2 separate regions of the Felis catus genome follow, and region 1 is linked to region 2. Evidence: chromatin contacts called from public Hi-C data. All regions are on one chromosome and are shown on one strand. Each heading gives the region's core, a stretch centred on a gene start, on an enhancer-like site or on the middle of the called end of the contact. The rest is flanking DNA. Distances are from core to core; before and after follow the strand shown.

The links. Hi-C and Micro-C count contacts between places; a contact is called where the count stands out from the background.
Region 1: a contact with region 2 is called in a Hi-C map of skin fibroblasts, with 2.7 times the contacts expected there. The contact joins two enhancer-like sites. A contact is called at or near these places in 2 of 3 Hi-C or Micro-C datasets (fibroblasts and skin fibroblasts).

The regions. Positions count from the first base shown.
Region 1 is chrD3:68,269,119-68,272,016 of F.catus_Fca126_mat1.0, reverse strand. It overlaps LOC109493448 (a long non-coding RNA gene), which reads left to right. Exons shown (of 3, transcript XR_002147697.3): 3 at 1-966. Among named protein-coding and RNA genes, the nearest start is that of ZBTB7C, 32 kb to the right of the region's middle. Within about 2 kb of position 1,641, at least 1 of the 10 cell types and tissues checked has an H3K27ac peak or open chromatin away from gene starts, as enhancers often do.
Region 2 is chrD3:67,893,701-67,896,411 of F.catus_Fca126_mat1.0, reverse strand. The region is part of intron 4 of ZBTB7C (zinc finger and BTB domain-containing protein 7C); the gene reads left to right. Among named protein-coding and RNA genes, the nearest start is that of SMAD2, 97 kb to the right of the region's middle. Within about 2 kb of position 1,256, at least 4 of the 10 cell types and tissues checked have an H3K27ac peak or open chromatin away from gene starts, as enhancers often do.

The DNA of each region.
Region 1 (2,898 bases), core at 392-2,891, 380 kb before region 2:
CGTCCTAGATCCGATGCGGGCCACACCACTGTTCCGGAGGCCGGAAAGGGCTCTGCTCAGAGGCTTTATAAAAAGACATTTCCTTAATTACTTCAACCCTTGCTGTTCTGTGCTCTTCTCTTGGCTCCTGATGGCCCTTCCACATGTATTTCCTGAATCCAGGGCTGGCCGTACATGTAGGGGAATAGTAGGGATAGCGTGACGGGGCTCTCAGAGACTTCCCCTTCCCAGCCCACCCAGACCTCTGACCTTTCTGCTGGATGGAGGCCCCTCAAACAGCTCAACCCAACTGTACGTGAGAACTATCTAGAGAGTTCATAGAAAGTCCTAATGGCTAGGTCCTACCCCACACCAGATGGATCCGAGTCTCTGGAGTTGGCCTCAAAGGGTAAGTTACAAAAAGCTCGATTCTAATGGGCAGCTCAGTTGAGAACCACTGGCCTAGACCAATCCCCCTTATTACGTATAGAGCAAGTGTCTTGTCCACAGTCATGTGACCATCAGTGGCAGAATGGGAAAGAAAATCCAGGTCTTTGACTCTTAGAGCAACAACTTTGTCCAAAAGAAACATAGTTGGAAAAGGCAAGTCACCCTAGGAGAGGCACTCGAACATCAGTGCCCGTAGATTTTTGGATGGTGGAAGGTGAGTTATGAGGCTAGAGTTTTACCAACATTACAGTCTGGCCGAAGACGGACACTGCCAGAATCACAGACAGCAGCAGCATAGCTTGGAGGAACGGGTCACAGACCCTGCCCTCTGGTCAAGAAAGAAAACATGGGGACATCTTTCGGTGAGGGTGGGAAACGTGCAAACCCCAGCCAGAACAACTATGCAGTGGAAACAAGCATGTCCACCGGAAATGGCTCTCCTTAGCTCATTTCACACATAGAAGAAGACTGTCCTTTCCCACTGCAGAGGGATGACTACTGTCTTTTCCCATTGAGGCCCCAGCTGTGGGACACATTGAGGGAACAGGACGGGGGTGGGGGCGGGGGGGGGGTAGATGCAAAGGAGAAATGGCTCCCCACAAGGAAAATTTGCAGCTGCCTTTTTTATCCATTGGGCCCCAAGTGCCTTTAGAAGATCTTGGATGTCCTCTCTGCCATAAACAGTCTGGAATGCCACGTCTCCTGGGCAGTTCGATGGTATGAATTATCCAAATTAAAAGAATGAAGGGTATCAGATTAGGGATGAAAATGATTCCTTCTGCAAGCTCTGGGTGCATACCAAAATCCCTATGGGGAGGTTTGAGTTTGTGTTGGCAAAGGAGGAACCTGGCAGAAATCTCTGGCCACTAATTCGCATACCTTCCCCCTTCCTGCCTGCCTATTTTCCTTGCCTAACAGGTGCCAAGGCTTTCCAGAGACAGGCCACCAGAGGGCACCCATAGACAGAGCCAGAGAGGACACTCAACCATGGTTGGTGTCACGGCACAGCAGAGGGAAAAGCACACACACAAGCTGAAATAAAGCCACACCCAGCCCCTGGCCTTTTCCATACAATGGCCGTGACCACCCTCCCTTCCTGGAGGGTACCCCTGTGGCTTGTGCACTAAAATAATACCTGTAGGACCTGGCTCAGTGACAAGCTGGGATTATGTTTGTCCTTGCTTCCAAGATTAATGTGAGAAAGTCAAGTCCTCTGCATATGTGCAAAGATCACGGCTGGAAGGGACTACAGGTACCCACCACGAAGGCTAACTGACCCAGCCCCCAAATTAATGATCCGAATCCTGGTGACAATGGCCAATGATAGTTTTAGCCCAAACTTACATGAATCTCTCTCTCTCTCTCTCTCTCTCTCTCTCTCTCTCTCTCTCTCTCTCCTCCTCCTCCTCCTCCTCCTCTCCCCCCTCCCTCTCTATATCTACCCAGTTTTCTTGCACCTATCCTACTGAATGAAATTATTTGCTTATTCACATGTCTCCAGAACTCAACAGGGCTCTTTGTGAACAGAAAGCATATTCTATGAGTCTCTATTCCCAGTTGAACCAAAACCTATGTCACATATATAGACTAGACCATTGGGTCCACTTCTCCAGTGAGGCCTGGAAGACACAAGCACCACGATGCGTGGTTGGATCTCAAACCGAGAAGACTTTTCTATTCCATGGCCTGGGATTGATTCCGAGTGGGCTGGTCCATGAGTCTAGGAGAGAGGTCAGCACACTATAGTCCTTGAGGCAGATCTGGGCCATTGCTCGTTTTTGTAAATAAAGTTTTATTGGAACACAGCCATGCCCATTCATTTAGTTATTGTCTGTGACTGCTTTTGTGTTACTCAGCAGGGTTAAGTAGTTGCAGGAGACCACATTGCCCGTCAAACCTAAAATATATACTATTGGGCCCTTTACAGGAAAAGTCTGCTGACTCCATTCCTAGGAAAACAAAATGGCCCATTAGGATCTGGTTGGCAGTGGGGCTCCTCCCTCTGTGACGCACAGTGAAGAAGGTGGTGCTACAGAAGTCTCCCAGAGCTGCTAACCACGCCCCAGGCATGCCCAACCTGCTGGGGACAGAGCTTTGCAGAGGGTCTTGTCCTTGTCCTTGCAGTTCCTGGTCCCTGGCAGCTGGCTACAATGCTGGAGCCTCCTGGCACAGCCCAGAAGGGACTGACCATCTTAGAGCAACTCTGTTGTCTCTCTAAAAAAAAAAAAAGAAGAAGAAGAAAGAAAGAAAAATTGTAAGCAGTTTTTCCTGAGATATAATTCACATACCTCCCAATTCATCCGTTTAAAGGGTGCAATTCAATCCATTGTCTCTTCACTTCCTTGGCCTGCAAATTTTTCCCTCCCCGCTTTCTGAAGCTACACCTGTATAAATTTGTTCTCTGTAAATAATTCAGTGAATTCAATCACACTTAGGTATAAGTGAGTGATGACAGTATGATCACCTAGA
Region 2 (2,711 bases), core at 7-2,506:
TGTGACCGTGACTGACCGGACCAGGTCCTTTCCTTTGAAGATGTGCATTTCTATTCAAACCATATGCACTGGTTTGTTGGAGTCGATGATGTCCTTCTCTTCCAGGTCCTAGGCTTATTTGGAATGAAAAATCCCCTGGTTATATAAGAGGAACCCAAGTACCTATTTTCTTACCTGCACTTCTTTTTCACACGGCCCCCATCCCTGGCAAAGAACCCAGCCCGAGACCCACACTTACGCCAGTGGAGGTGCCATTACCCCACATCCTCTTGGAAATTTCTCTTTGGGAACTGCTGGGGGCGCCTTCTCCTGAGCTTCCTCAGTGGGCCCAAGCTTTGGCCTTTGAGCACAGAGTGAAATTGTTTTGCCGTCAAGTTGAACAGCATATCAGGGACGGTATTTTTCGGGCGTAAAAAGATGAGTCTTACAAAGTCATGAGACCCGCTATCTTGGGTGGCTTGAAGACTCTGTTTGGAGTCTCCAGAGAAGGGTGTCGGAAATGTGTTCAGGTGACCGTGGCATTGCTGAAACGGCTCTGCAGCAGGCTCCTCTGGTGACTGTTTCGAAGGACGATGCTGACGGTTTCAAAGGTGGCCTTGGGGTCCCCGCACAGCTGCTTCTGGGAGGGAAACCCCACACCGAATCTCTCCCAGATGCTTTGAGCTGACAGTGGAGGGAGAGTCCCCAGGTGCGGAGGGGCAGGGCCCCCCCCCATATCCCGCGTGCATCCCCTTCCGCCCTGCAACGCTGACCTCAGGGTGTTCTGCTGTTATCACCGCATAGCAGCTGGACCCAAAGTTCCTGGGGATCACCTCCCCTGGGATATCCCTCACTAATGCCCCTGCCGCTCTGATGCCCCACCCCCACCACCTTCTCCTGAATTCACCCCTGTGCGGGGCCAGAACACCTGAACAAGGTGTGTGACAAGAGTACAAGGCCACAGGGATAACACTGGGGAGATAAACTAGGGCACAATCTACACTGGAGTGCCGTTCACCCATCTCCAGCCTGTGACTCCCAGTCCAGGACCCCAGGAATGACTTCAAAGATGAGCACACTCTTCACAAAGCCAGGCCCCAAGTCCACCAGGGTGCCCCCCTCCTGCCGTCCAGGGTCTGTGTCCCTAATTTCCCATACCTGTTCCCTTCACAGATGGCTGCCTCCAGGGCACCTCTCCCTTCAGGGGAGCCCCAGGTCTGTGGGTTCAGGGTGATATACGTCTCAGCATGCCACATAATGAGCCTGCCCAGGACCCCAAGTGCCTTCCCTCCAGGCCCTTCCCACACACAGCCTTCTGTCCAGGCCACGCCGGTCTGTGGGCCCTGCCTTCCCTAGGGAGAGGGTTAAACTTGCTCAGTCACTGCAGACAGACTTCTCGCCCTCCTGACACGAGAACATTCTCTGCGTTGGCCTCCTGGTTTGGGCAGGATATTGGGTTGTATAGGAGGGCTGCATTCCAGAACCCTCCCTCCCAGCACATTCCTGATGATCACTTCGGGGGCCTCTGTGCCTGCAGCCTCACCAGCCCTCCAGGCCAGACCGGCCGCCCGCGGGGCGGCCTTGCGTCTGCCCTGCCCTCCCTCCGGTTTGCTCCTGCTCTGCTCCGCCACAGCCATCTGGGCCCCTGAAGCAGCTGCGTTCCTGCCTCCGTCAGCACCTCCCCTCACCCGGTTCCCACTGGACCCGGACCCTGCTGACAAAGATCAGACTTGCTCTCGGGCACTCCCTTCCCGGGGGCAGAGGAGCCCCAGGGTGGGGGGAGGCTGGACATTTTTCTTGGCCTCCTCCCACAAGGGACCCTGGGGACTTTATTTCGTACCCTGGGCTGTGGCCGTCCGCCTGGAACGCTCCCCGACCGCGCTCCGGGTCACATTCTTCAGAAGAACTGGCTCGGTGCTTCCCTCCCGCCCCTCCCAGAGCTGCCCTGCAAGGGTTCTTCTCTGTCTCCCACCAGCCTGTCCATGTAGGGCTTCCCGTACCTCTCCCTGCAGCCAAGTCCCCTTGCAGCCTTTCCACGGGGACCTTCTTTGTGGCTGACTTCCTGCAGCCACCACCCAGAACACCTTCCCTCCCTCCCTCCCCAGATGGAGGCCCTTCAGCGGCCACTGAAAGCAGCGGCCGCCTTGACTCAGAATTCCCAGACTCCTTTGCAAGGCCAAGCCGCTCCTTGGGACCCGGCCCCCCAGAGGCTGAGGGAGCCAGGACCGGCCGCCCTCAACTCCTCCTCCCGGACACTATCTTCCCCTTCTTTCCTTGAACACAACTGGGCTTCTACTCTCTAGTCAGGCCTCCTTTCCCTTCCCCTTGATGTGACCCCGCTTCCCGTCGCCCCGAGGGATGTTGGAGCGGCCTACCCTCTTCTTGCAGAGTGGCCCTTTGGCTCGGGCTCCGAGTTACGGCCTCAGATGCCGACTCCCAGAATCGCCACGCCCATGGGGACATCATTCCTCATGGCTTCAGCCACCGTGGTGGAAGGACCCAGGATTCCTTCCCACAGAGCCCATTCTGCCCCCAAAGCCTGCCGGTAGCTCTCATTCTGTGGTTCTCCAAGAAGAGAGATGAAGGCCTTCCCCGCCATGATGTTGTCTGTCCCTTGGCATCAGACCCTCCCCTCTGAGATGGTGCTCAATTTCCACCGGCCCTGGGGACCGTTGTCCTACACCGGTTGTTTCAGATAGGACACACCCCCGGAAACCGGGCAAGGCCTCAAA